3 separate regions of the Mus musculus genome follow, and regions 2 and 3 are each linked to region 1. Evidence: chromatin contacts called from public promoter capture Hi-C data. All regions are on one chromosome and are shown on one strand. The core of a region is the stretch at or near the end of the contact, and the rest is flanking DNA. Distances in the headings are between cores, read along the strand shown. Region 1 holds the start of Pla2g12b (phospholipase A2, group XIIB). Region 2 overlaps Gm40673 (a long non-coding RNA gene). Region 3 holds the start of Anapc16 (anaphase promoting complex subunit 16).

Region 1 (3,575 bases), core at 681-3,180:
TCATAGTCTCTGGTGAGAAATCTGGTGCAATTCTGATAGGTCTGCCTTTATATGTTATTTGACCTTTTCCCCTTACTGCTTTTAATATTCTTCCTTTGTTTTGTGCATTTAGTGTTTTGATTATTATGTGTCGGGAGGAATTTCTTTTCTGGTCCAGTCTATTTGGAGTTCTGTATGTTCATGGACATCTCTTTCTTTAGATTAGGGAAGTTTTCTTCTATAATTTTGTTGAAGATATTTACTGGCCCTTTAAGTTGGGAATCTTCATTCTCTTCTATACCTATTATCCTTAGGTTTGGTCTTCTCATTGTGTCCTGGATGTTTTCAATTAGGAGCTTTTTGCATTTTCTTTGATTGTTGTGTCAATGTTTTCTATGGTATCTTCTGCACCTGAGATTCTTCTGTCTCTTGTATTCTGTTGGTGATACTTGCATCTATGACTTCTGATCTCTTTCATAGTTTTTGTAACTCTGGTGTTGTCTCCCTTTTTCATTTCTTAATGTTTCTATTTCCATTTTTAGATCTTGGATGGTTTTGTTCAATTCCTTCACCTGTTTGATTGTGTTTTCCTGTAATTCTTTAAGGGAATTACAGAGACCTGAGTTTAGTTCCAGACACCTGTCTCAGGTGACACCCTCCCCCCAACCTTCAGCTCCAGGGCATCCCCCAGCCTCCACAGGCTCCTGTACCCACATGTGCACCCCATTCCCAAACACACTCGAGGCATTGCACATATTAGAGGTAGGTGGTCCACTATTGAGTTGTGCCCCCCCCCCCCCCCCGTTTTCCTTCCTTTTTGAAGGAGTCCTATGGTTCTGTTCTGATATGACCTCATCAGTTATGGCCCTGGCCCAGCCTTGGGACCTAAGTAATGAAGTCATTTAACCTCTCCCTGATTTCTTATTTGTCAAATAAAAATATCAACCTTGCCTAACAAAATAGGTGTGAATGTGTGGAGGGAGGAAGGGAGGGAGGGAGGGAGGGAGGGAGGGAGAAACAAGAAGACAGGGAGACAGACACACACAGAGAGATAGAGAGACAGAGAAACAGGAAGAAAGTCAGAGAGAGACAGGAAAGGAGAGATTGAGAAGAGACTAGTTCAGAATGTGTATGGTCGTTTCCCAGACTGGTGATTTTATAGGTATTCTTCACATGGCCAAGAGCAAACTACGCTGAAAGTGACGCCCAAACTCAGGATTCCAGAGAGCAATCTCAAAGCTTGGAATCTCAAACAGGCTTTCTGATAGCAGCCTGGACTTTTATCTGCCTAAAAGGGGGTGGGAGGAAGGAATCACCACTGGGGCCGAATGTTCCCAGAAGAGACCTGGGGCCATCAGTCTCAGGGGATCCCAGGATACAGCACTGAGTATAAACACATGCCCTGCAGATTCTCGGAAAGGTATTCCCTGGGAGGATAGCAGGACCTTTGCCAGATGGAAGGATTTGAGCTAGAGACACGGAGGGACCAAGGCAGAAACTGGGCTCGAAACCTGAACTTTCACCAAGGCACACTTGGATTTTAGCCCCTGATAATCTGTTATTAGATTCACCTGTGGTGAAGATGACCCCAGTAGGGCTACCAGAGTCTCGCACACACCCTCATGGGCCTCCCCAGGACAGGTATAGAGGAGGAAGTAGTTCAGGGGTGTGGCTGAGATCTTGGGAAGAGCTCTGCAGTAGAGAAACCTGAGGTGCTCAAGTGTGCTGGAGAATCCTGGGGCTCCCGTCCAGCCTCACAGAGTGAGCAGTCATCCCCCCAGCGCTTCGGGGTCCACTGGGAAGTCCCCTCTTGGGCCATCCTCATACAGCCCCTCCCACGGTTTCACCTTTGTCCTCTCTAATCGCTCGGATCGGCTCCCAGCCTCCATGGCTGTGTTTAAAGTCCACCTCTGGGGAACACAGACTGACTGTACCGATAAGCCCGGACACAGGGCTGTGTATGTCCCCAGGGCTTCCTGGGACCCTGGCTGGGGTTGGGGACGAGAGCAGCCGCGAGGGTCTACTTGTGCGTGCAAAATGAAGCTGCTCTGCGGCTTCTTCCTCCTGTGGCTTGGCCTGGTAGGGAACCTGGCTCAGAGTGACCCCAGCCCCAAGGAAGAGGAGTCCTACTCTGACTGGGGCCTGAGGCAGCTGCGGGGCAGCTTCGAGTCTGTCAACAGCTACGTGGATTCCTTCATGGAGCTGCTGGGAGGGAAGAATGGAGTCTGTCAGTACCGGTGTCGATATGGTGAGTGGATGCCTTCTCTGGGAGTGGGGGTGGGGAGTGACAGCATGAGCAGCAAAGCAGGTCACATCTGTCCTACATCCGGTAGGCCAGGTCGCCAGGCAAAGCAAAATCAGGTGTAGCGTCATCCGAAATGCAAGCAGGCAACTAAATCCTGTGAGGGGCCCCGAGTGAAGTCTGGGTTCTATATCTCCTGATAAAAGTGTGATTTATCGGAAACTCAGGCTCTGCTCAGCTTCCTGGGAACTTTCGCTGAGGCCTTTTAGGAGTTTACTGGAGGCAGGTAAGGCCTTAAGGGATGGCAGAGAGGTTTGAGAGGAATCGCAGGGTCTCAGAGATGCTCCTAAGGGGAGAACGCGGAACCGGAGATTCTGCCCTGGGTCAACTCACTGCCTTCGCATCCCAAAAGCTTTGAAGGACTCTCCTCTCTGCTGCAGGCCTCTGCCTGCGATTTGCCTAGATTCTGCCAAGGGAGGGGTCCAGCCCTGCCTTAGTCACTGTTATCACTGAACTGACCTGCCTGCTGCCCGCCAGGGGTCCCAAGCTCTGCCACCACCAAAGAGAGCCAAACACCAGAGACACAACTGGGAACTGGAGTGAGCTCCCATGCCTACCTTGCTTGAGTTGGAAAGCCAGCTAGGGCAGGAGCTGAGGCTGAAGCCATCTTCCCCTTCACCCTCCTGGGAAGAGATGGGAGCTGAGTATCATGTGTCGTGTCCCCCCCCCCCCCCCCCCAATGTCATAGTGTCAAATTCTGGGCGACTCAGCATCACGTTTACTCAAAGTTAGATGGATAAGCACAAGGCCGGGTCACCTCATTAAGTTCACCTAATATCCATCAAAGAGGCAGGAAAGTTAATGCCTGCCATTTGAATCAACACAGGTATTGTCAATATACCCAAGGTTTAGCAAACATCTAACAACAGTAGGACTTCTTGTAAAATGGTGAGCCCGATCTTGTTCTTACTTCTCTAGTAAAACAGCATCAAAAGATTTCAGCAAATTTTGGTTGGGCAGCCTCTGACTGGGCGGGACCATCAAGCTCCCCAACTGCTTATGGGAGGAGTGTCTTGAGACTGTGATCCCAGCTACTGGAGAGACTGAGACAGGTCAGCCTGGCTACGCAGTGAGACCCTCAAGATCCCTCTCAGCCCATTTCCTCCTAAAGGATGCTCTAAACATAAATCTTTTTAAAAAAATTTTTAAATCAACAAAAATAATAGTGGCTACTTATGGAGAAGCCTGGTGGTTTCATCCATGATGGAAAGGTTCGATGCATTGGCCACGCCTCCCACAGACTTTCCTTTTATTCGTGGTGGGAGTGTTAAAAGTCTGTGCTCTGGGGGGTTTG
Region 2 (3,873 bases), core at 1,312-3,811, 510 kb after region 1:
CCAAGCCAAGCAACCACCGTCTTGGGGCATTCCGCCATACCCCTTTGCAAAAGATTATCCCAGTGGGGCTTGTCAAAGGTCTGCACACTCAACAGAGAGGAATAGAGAGGACCAGTGGACCCTCACTTGAGTATACATGCTTTAGTCACCTGTTTTGGGGGGTTTTGTTTTGTTTTTGTTTTTTTCTATTTTCTTTTTTTTTAAATATTTATTCATTTATTATATGTAAGTACACTGTAGTTGTCTTCAGACGCACCAGAAGAGGGCAACAGATTTCATTACAGATGGTTGTGAGCCACCATGTGGTTGCTGGGATTTGAACTCAGAACCTTCAGAAGAGCAGTCAGCACTCTTAACCACTGACCTATCTTGCCAGCCTTGTTTTTGTTTTGTTTTGTTTGAGACAGGGTTTCTCTGTATAGCCCTGGCTGTCCTGGAACTCACTTTGTAGACCAGGCTGGCCTCAAACTCAGAAATCTGCCTGCCTCTGCCTCTTGAGTGCTGGGATTAAAGGCGTGTGCCATCACCGCCTGGCTCAGTCACCTGTTTGTTGCAACTCTGTCTTCATTCTGTTTACCCTGCAGAGTGGTTAGAAGAGGCCTTGGGATGGCATGGGGATAGGAATTCCTCAGGTCATATGGTAAGGCTTTCTAGGTGTGGCCTTATGGGAGGAGCACACACACCTCTGTAAGGAACTCTCAACGAGTCTAGATAAAGAAGCCAAATAAACTCACGGGGTCTTCCAAAGTGAACTTTAGTGGATTTGTGTCTTGGTTTGTCTTGGGATCTGAGGAGTAAATGTTGTTGCCTGTCTCTTTCTGGGAAGGTTTTTAAGCAACAAAGAGCAAGCCTGGTTGCTCCAAGAGGACAGTGGAGATGTTGTCCCAACCTGTTGTGCGCAGGAAACCCCACTTAAGGACTGTCCCCTGGTGAGTGTCCTCTGGCTCAGGAGCTGCTTCTGAGCATAGTAACTATGGTGCCACAGTAGCTACCCAGTGTGGATGAGAACACACAGCTAACAATGAAGTGGCAGGCTGACACCCAACAGCCATTTTCACCTGTGGGCTATCACCCGAGCTCCTGGGTGGCTGAACGTGGCCTAGGACAAGGGTGGGTCCAGCTGGCTCACACCAGGGCTGTGGACACAGGCTGGGCTGTAGGACATATACAACATAGCAGGTGTCTCCAGCTTGCACATTAACCCACTGTCTGTCTCACATAGCTCCCACAAGACCTGGAACAACTGGCTTAGACCAACTGGGCCAGGAAAGAAAGGCTGCCAAGGCTTGGGGTCATCTGTCTGGGCTTCTGTCCCCTTGGGTGCAATGCTTGCTGCTGGTCCAGAGGCAAGGATGTGCAAACCTTTGGCCTGCTGCCGTTTAGTTAACGTTGAGGGTTGGTTGGTAGAGTGCTTGGCCCTGGGTTTGGTCCCTAGCACTGAATGAACTGGGCGTGGTGAGGTATGCCCTTATCCTAACACTTGGGAGGTGGATGTAGAGGAATCAGAAGTTCAAGGGCATCCTTGGCTACACAGTGAGCTCAAAAGCCAGCTAGGGCGACTTGACACTCTGTTTCAAAACAGACAGGGATCAAAGTTAGCGCACAGAGCAGCAAGCTTCATTGTTCATTCTTATTGCGTGACCTACTGCAAGCACCTTCTCACCTCACCCTGGTCTCTCTCCAGCCCATCTCAGAACCTGTTTAGCCCATCTGGGAAGTCATGGGTGACTCTCTGTTCTGAAGTCACCTAGTTGAGTTGTCGGTGATTTCATGTGACCCTATCCCTCTGTGCCTAAATGAGACAGTACATAGGGAGAGATTAGAGTCCTCTGACACACGGTGTCTTGTCATCTGTATGTTCTGGCTACTACCCCCGTGGCTGAGATAACTAACAAACCCTCTTCCTGCAACTCTGATGGAACCTTAAGGTTAGTTGTCTTGAAGAAAACAAGGCAAGAATAAGACTGGACCTTGACCCTAGAAATTCTGGGGTAGTAGCCTAATGGGGTTCATGGTACTACTGACTTCTCTGGCTCCCTCTAACCCAACTAAATCCACTTCTAGACAGTCTTTCCCAACACATGCTCCTGGCAGCTGTCACCAGCAGAGGCACTGGGCAAAATGTCAACAGTGCTGCAAAATACGTTGGGACTTTATCTGACCCCTGGCTTCCATCCCAACCAGAAACACACTGGCTGAAACTTGCTGGCGAGCTGGAGCAAGCCCGGGGCTGGGGGCGGAAAGCAGTCTGGGTCACTGGCTGCTGCAGAAATTTCTCCCCTTTTACTAGTTAATGCCCTTGTTGCCTGTTAGGACCTAGTTTTTAAAACCCAAGGCTTCAAGCCTTGCAGAGAACTGAGGGAAGCGCCACCCTCACCCCAACCCCCACTCTTGCCCCCGCCCCTGCCCCTGCCGCCCCTTTACTCAGGTTAGTGCACCCCGCGCATTCCTCCTGCCCTTTTCGTGAGACTTCCCAGAAAGGGTCCATGACTATAGCAGCAGACAGCCACACCAGGGTGGGATAGGACCAGCTTCGAAGGGGGCGGTCCTCAGTCAAGAGCAATGCCCCTCCCCTACCCCGCTTCTGCCTGTAGCTGCAGGGAGGTAGGTCTCAGACAAGTCTAGGAGGTCCTAAGGCCAGTCTTAACAAGTCTTCCTGCCCAGTACGCCTAGAAAAAGAGAGAAAAAAAGACATTGTCACACGAGGGGCCCCAGGAGCACCCCACCCCAAGACAGGAAAAAATAAAAGAAGCCTTGTCCTGGGTTTTAGCTCAGAAAAAAACGACGTGGGAACTGAGTTGTGTGGGACAGCACTGCCTTGATTGCGCGCGTGCGTGAGTGCGTGTGTGGTGGTGGTGGTGGTGGGGTTGATCACCCGGCACCGCAATAATAATCGATAATAGTAAACAGATAAATGAGCTAAACAAGGAAAAGCTTAAGGATGGAGGGAAGCAGAGGAAGAAAAACAATAATTAGATTTGGAGTAGATTAGACAGTCATTAGGGGGCAGTCTCTGCCTCAGCCTCCTCAGTGCTATGCAATTACCCTGGCTATGAAAGATTCGAATATTATAACTAGCTAATTTAAAATTAAAATAGATAGATAGATAGATAGATAGATAGATAGACAGACAGACAGATAGCCAGGCAGTGCCAGTGCTATTGCATGTCTTTAATCCCAGCACTGGGGGGAGGGGGGTTGGGGGGAGCCAGAGGCAGGGGCATCTCTGAGTTTGAGGCCAGCCTGGTCTACAGAGTGAGTTCCAGGAGAACCAGGGCTACACAGAGAAACCCTGTGTCGAAAAAGGAAAAAAATAAAAAATAAAAATAAATAAATAATAAATAAAGCAGCCTGATTTGTAGGACACCTCGTGGAGGTACACACTTCTGCTCCCAGCACTTGGGAGGCTGTGACAAGGGTGATGAGTTCAAGGCCAGCCTGGCCTACATAGTAAGATCCCATCTCTAAGGCCAGCCTGGGCTTCATAGTAAAATGCTGCCTCAAAAAACAAAGCAAGGGGCTGGTGAGATGGCTCAGCAGTTAAGAGCACCAGTTGCTTTTCTGAAGGTCCTGAGTTCAAATCCCAGCAACCATATGGTGGCTAGCAACCATCCATAACAAGATCTGACACCCTCTTCTGGAGTGTCTGAAGACAGGTACAGTGTACTTACATTAATAATAAATTAAAAACAAAACAAAACAAACAAACAAAAAAACAAAGCAAGGCCGGGCGTGGTGGCACACGCCTTTAATCCCAGCATTCGGGAGGCAGAGGCAGGCAGATTTCTGAGTTCGAGGCCAGCCTGGTCTACAATATGAGTTCCAGGACAGCCAGGGCTACACAGAGAAACCCTGTCTCAAAAAACCAAAAAC
Region 3 (3,919 bases), core at 303-2,802, 600 kb after region 1:
AGCTGCCTGTAAACCCAGCCCTTGGGAGGCAGAAGATAAGCGATTCCCCATAGCAATGTTGTTAGCTAGGTTATGGGGAATGGGAATGTTCTGGGTTCAGGGAAGCTATGAAAGGCTAAGGAGGAAGACAGCAGACACCAGCTTCAAGCCTGGGCCTGGGGATGTATTGTGAGGTGGCTAGAGTGTTTGCTTACCCAAGTGTGAGGCACTGAAAAGGATCCCATGTCGTTGGAAGGAGAAAACAAACTACCTTTGTACCCTGGAGGCATCTTATAAAAACCCTTGTCACAGTGGCTCCTGGATGAATGATTTATAAATACGAGGTCAGCCGGGCGGAGGTGGCCCACGCCTTTAATCCCAGCACTTGGGAGGCAGAGACAGGCAGATTTCTGAGTTCGAGGCCAGCCTGGTCTACAGCGTGAGTTCCAGTACAGCCAGGGCTGTACAGAGAAACCCTGTCTCGAAAAACCAAAAAAAACCAAACCAAACCAAAAAAACCAAAAAAAAAAAAAAAAAAAAAAACCCCACAAAACCAACCAACCAACCAAAACAAACAAACAAACAAACCGAGGACAAAAGCAATCAGCTCAGTAGAGGCTGCAGGGGACCGAGACAGTTCCAGTCATGACTCTTTCTGCATGGAGTATTCAACCCTGTCGCTCAGGAGACTACCATCCTCATAACGAGGCACTCAGTGAACTTTTGTTGAATGATGATTATCTGGAACTTGGCCCTATCAGGGAAGCTGTGGCTGCTGCCAAGCAGAGGAAACGCTCCTAAGAAGCGGAATGATAGTTTGTGGGGCACAATATGGCTGGCGTGGTTAAATACTTACTTTGTGTACGACAGGGACGACCTCGCACTCATAAACTTTCCGCTTATAGTCTTAAAACAAAACAAAACAAAAAAAGAGATCCTCCTTTAAAATAAAGCCCAGAACAAACCAGATGCTTATGTCGATCGGGATCCAAGTGAGGTGGCTAATTATGACACCCGTTGGGTTCTACTAACAAAAATCACTAGGTGTCCCACCTAGACAGACGGATCACCACCCGCAGCACCTAGCTGCGGTAGCTCTTTCTAGGTGGGATGAAGAAGCTCGCGGGAGAGGGGAGGAGCCAGCACCCTAATCCTGGCTACTCCAACTCCACCCAGGTACGCTTCCTACCCAACAACTCGGGGAGGAAGGGAAGGCTTGCGGCCGGCCCACGGCGCAGGCGCCAACCCGCCCCACGCATGCTCAGTCGGATGACGCTGCCTTTGCATACGGCCGGCGCGGGCGAGCCTCCAGGGTCTCTTCCTACGCTCCCAGTTAGTCCTGGCAGGTAGGAGCGTAGGGGGGAATCAGGTCTGGAAGGTTCTCGGCCACTTACCTCAGCAGCTTGTGCACTTTGACTGACAGCCCCGCCCCTTGGACGAAGCCGTGCGGCCTCGCTCGCCACGACGTAGACGGCGGCGTGCGCGCGCCCGCCTGAGCTGTGGGAGTTTGATGGCGGTGCTGCGCCTGTCCCTGCGGCGGTGAGGGCTAGAGGGCGGTGCTAGCGCGCATGCGTGGAGGGGGCGGAGCCCGGCTGGGCCAGACCGAGCTTTCCGAGAACACTTCCGGGTCGCTGTGGCTGCCCCGCCCCCTTCCCCGCCCCAGTCCCCCGCAGTTTTGGTTTTCTTGCGTTGGTGCTGTCTGCTCCGCCTCTCTAGCGTAGGATGTTCAGCGTTTGCTTTTTATGTGAGAATTGCACGAAAGCATATCCACTTTTCCCTCTTCAAACACCCATGACCCAGGGCTAGTCCGCTCTCCTCCTTCTGCGCAGTCTCTGCCTGGAGCTGCTCAGGAAAGGTACCACTGTGGCTTCGTGCTCAGTGCTCACACTTTGTAAAGGCTCCTTTTCGACAGAACGTGGTTTTTGAAGTGGGAAGGGATGCTAAAGGAGTAGCACACCAGGGTGGCGCGGCACAAGACTGTTAATAATTGCATCCCCCTGCCAACGTTGATTTTCTGTTTTCTCAAAGCACGAACCCTCTTCTTGCGTCCTGCAGGTGGCTGCGGATTAGCGACTTGACTGAGGGTTGGGTCAAGCATTCATTTGGAAGGGATTGTTAGGCCTTCTTTGGTGGAACTTGTTAAGTACGTGAACTTGTAGCCGCAGCCATCTGGGATGGGAACATGGGGTAGTTTATCAGGAGCCTTTAATTCCGAATTATTGATTCAAGCGTGAAGCCGTTTGTTGTGTTCTGGAGGCAGTGGCCTCGGGAAACTGTTCCTTCTCAGTACTGTGTTGGTCCGAGAACTGTGTTAGTAAGTCATATTTTAATTGTACTGTGATAGGGAAATAAATCTGATTGGAAGGTATTTATTTCTAGCATCTTTAAAACGGCTTACCTCTCTTCCGCGGGTATTGTACCGATGGTTCCTCAATGCGTTATCAAACTGGATACGATAAAATATCATACTGGATAGGGTGAATGAAGCACTCTGCTCATACTTAGGTGGCTAGCAAGACCTCACCCCCTATAGGTTAATCAGACACCTATACAAGAACTTACACTGGTGAGCTCATGGAAAGCGACACTATTTTTGCTTAGGATGTGCTGTGAACTGCCCAGTTGAGGCCTACATAATGGAGTTTTTAATTTAAATTTCTTATTACATTTATTTATTTACGAATGTAGTCTGTGCATATGTTACCTGCCTACACAGCAGAATTTTTTTTTGTTTTTTTGTTTTTTGTTTGTTTTTTGTTTTTGTTGTTTTTTGGTTTTTTTGAGACAGGGTTTCTCTGTATAGCCCTGGTTGTCCTGGAACTCACTCTGCAGACCAGGCTGGCCTCGAACTCAGAAATCCACCTGCCTCTGCCTCCAGAGTGCTGGGATTAAAGGCGTGCGCCACCACGCCCGGCTAGCAGAATTTTTTAAATTTAAAATTTTATTACATTTATTTATTTAGTCTATGCTACTTGCCTACATAATGGAGTTTCTTTTAACTTAATTTTTTATTACATTTGTTTGTTTATTTCCATATTTTGTCTGTGCGTTTGCTACCTGGCTGCATGTGTAGTCCAGAGGACAACCTGCAGGAGTCAACTTTTTCCTTCTGCCGTGTGGGTCATCGGCCTTGGGAGCAAGTGCCTTTACCTGTTGAGCCATCTTAGTGACCTAAGTATTCATTGTTTAATTAAAAAAAAAAAAATTAAACAAAAGGGCACTTTCTTTTTCAGGACTTTCCTGGAACGTCATTTGTCATGGATGTTCTACGCCCACAGATTGTAACGTTCGATGGACGGAATTATAGAAAGAATCCCATCCAGGAGAAACAGTACCAACATGAAGAAGACGAGGATTTCTATCCTGGTAATCCTGGGGGGTCTCTTAGGTCCCACAAGAGGGAAAATGTTCTTTGTACTGTAAGGGTAATTCTTTGCTTTGTTGCTGCTCAGTGGGTCTAATAAAGCTGACCTCAGATGAGGTGTTCCTGGCTGCAGTTCGTGTGTCAAGATAGATTTCATCCTGGACAGAGGCCTCAGTGCCACGTAGAGTAACTTTTCATTATTTTTATTATTATTAAAAATTATTTATTTTATGTGAGGACATTGTAGCTGTCTACAGACACACCAGAAGAGGACATCAGATCCCTTTACAGATGGTTGTGAGCCACCATGTGGTTGCTGGGAATTGAACTCAGGACCTCTGGTAGAGCATGCAGTGCTCTTAACTGCTGACCTATCTCTCCAGCCCTCATTATTATTTTTTAAATATGTGTGTGTGTACATGTGATCACGGGTGCCCAAGGAAGCCTAAAGGGGTGTTAATTGGATCTCCTGGAACTGGACTCACAGGTGCTTCTGAGCCACTCAGTTGCAGAGTGCTGGGATCAGAACTCAGGTCACCTGCAAGACCAATAAGGGCTCTTAGCTGCTGCGCCCCC

Evidence for each region. Promoter capture Hi-C pulls out the DNA fragments that hold promoters and counts their contacts.
Region 2: a contact with region 1 is called in a promoter capture Hi-C map of liver, with 2.4 times the contacts expected there. The contact joins the enhancer-like site here to the promoter of Pla2g12b in region 1. A contact is called at or near these places in 1 of 39 promoter capture datasets (liver) and 3 of 115 datasets of contacts at active chromatin or transcription factors (bone marrow-derived macrophages, extraembryonic endoderm stem cells and trophoblast stem cells).
Region 3: a promoter capture Hi-C map of embryonic stem cells shows a contact between it and region 1, with 4 times the contacts expected there. The contact joins the promoter of Anapc16 here to the promoter of Pla2g12b in region 1. A contact is called at or near these places in 2 of 39 promoter capture datasets (embryonic stem cells and liver).

The regions. Positions count from the first base shown.
Region 1 is chr10:59,401,755-59,405,329 of GRCm38.p6, forward strand. Pla2g12b (phospholipase A2, group XIIB) reads left to right here and starts at 1,931. Exons shown (of 4, transcript NM_023530.2): 1 at 1,931-2,227. The coding sequence starts at 2,017.
Region 2 is chr10:59,914,225-59,918,097 of GRCm38.p6, forward strand. It overlaps Gm40673 (a long non-coding RNA gene), which reads left to right. Exons shown (of 3, transcript XR_871747.2): 2 at 827-929. Among named protein-coding and RNA genes, the nearest start is that of Gm40673, 6.7 kb to the left of the region's middle. Within about 2 kb of position 2,562, at least 180 of the 459 cell types and tissues checked have an H3K27ac peak or open chromatin away from gene starts, as enhancers often do. A contact at or near this core is called in liver, where this site is marked.
Region 3 is chr10:60,001,583-60,005,501 of GRCm38.p6, forward strand. Anapc16 (anaphase promoting complex subunit 16) reads right to left here and starts at 1,553. Exons shown (of 4, transcript NM_025514.3): 1 at 1,374-1,553. Ascc1 (activating signal cointegrator 1 complex subunit 1) reads left to right here and starts at 1,223. Exons shown (of 11, transcript NM_026937.3): 1 at 1,223-1,325; 2 at 3,213-3,345. The coding sequence starts at 3,237.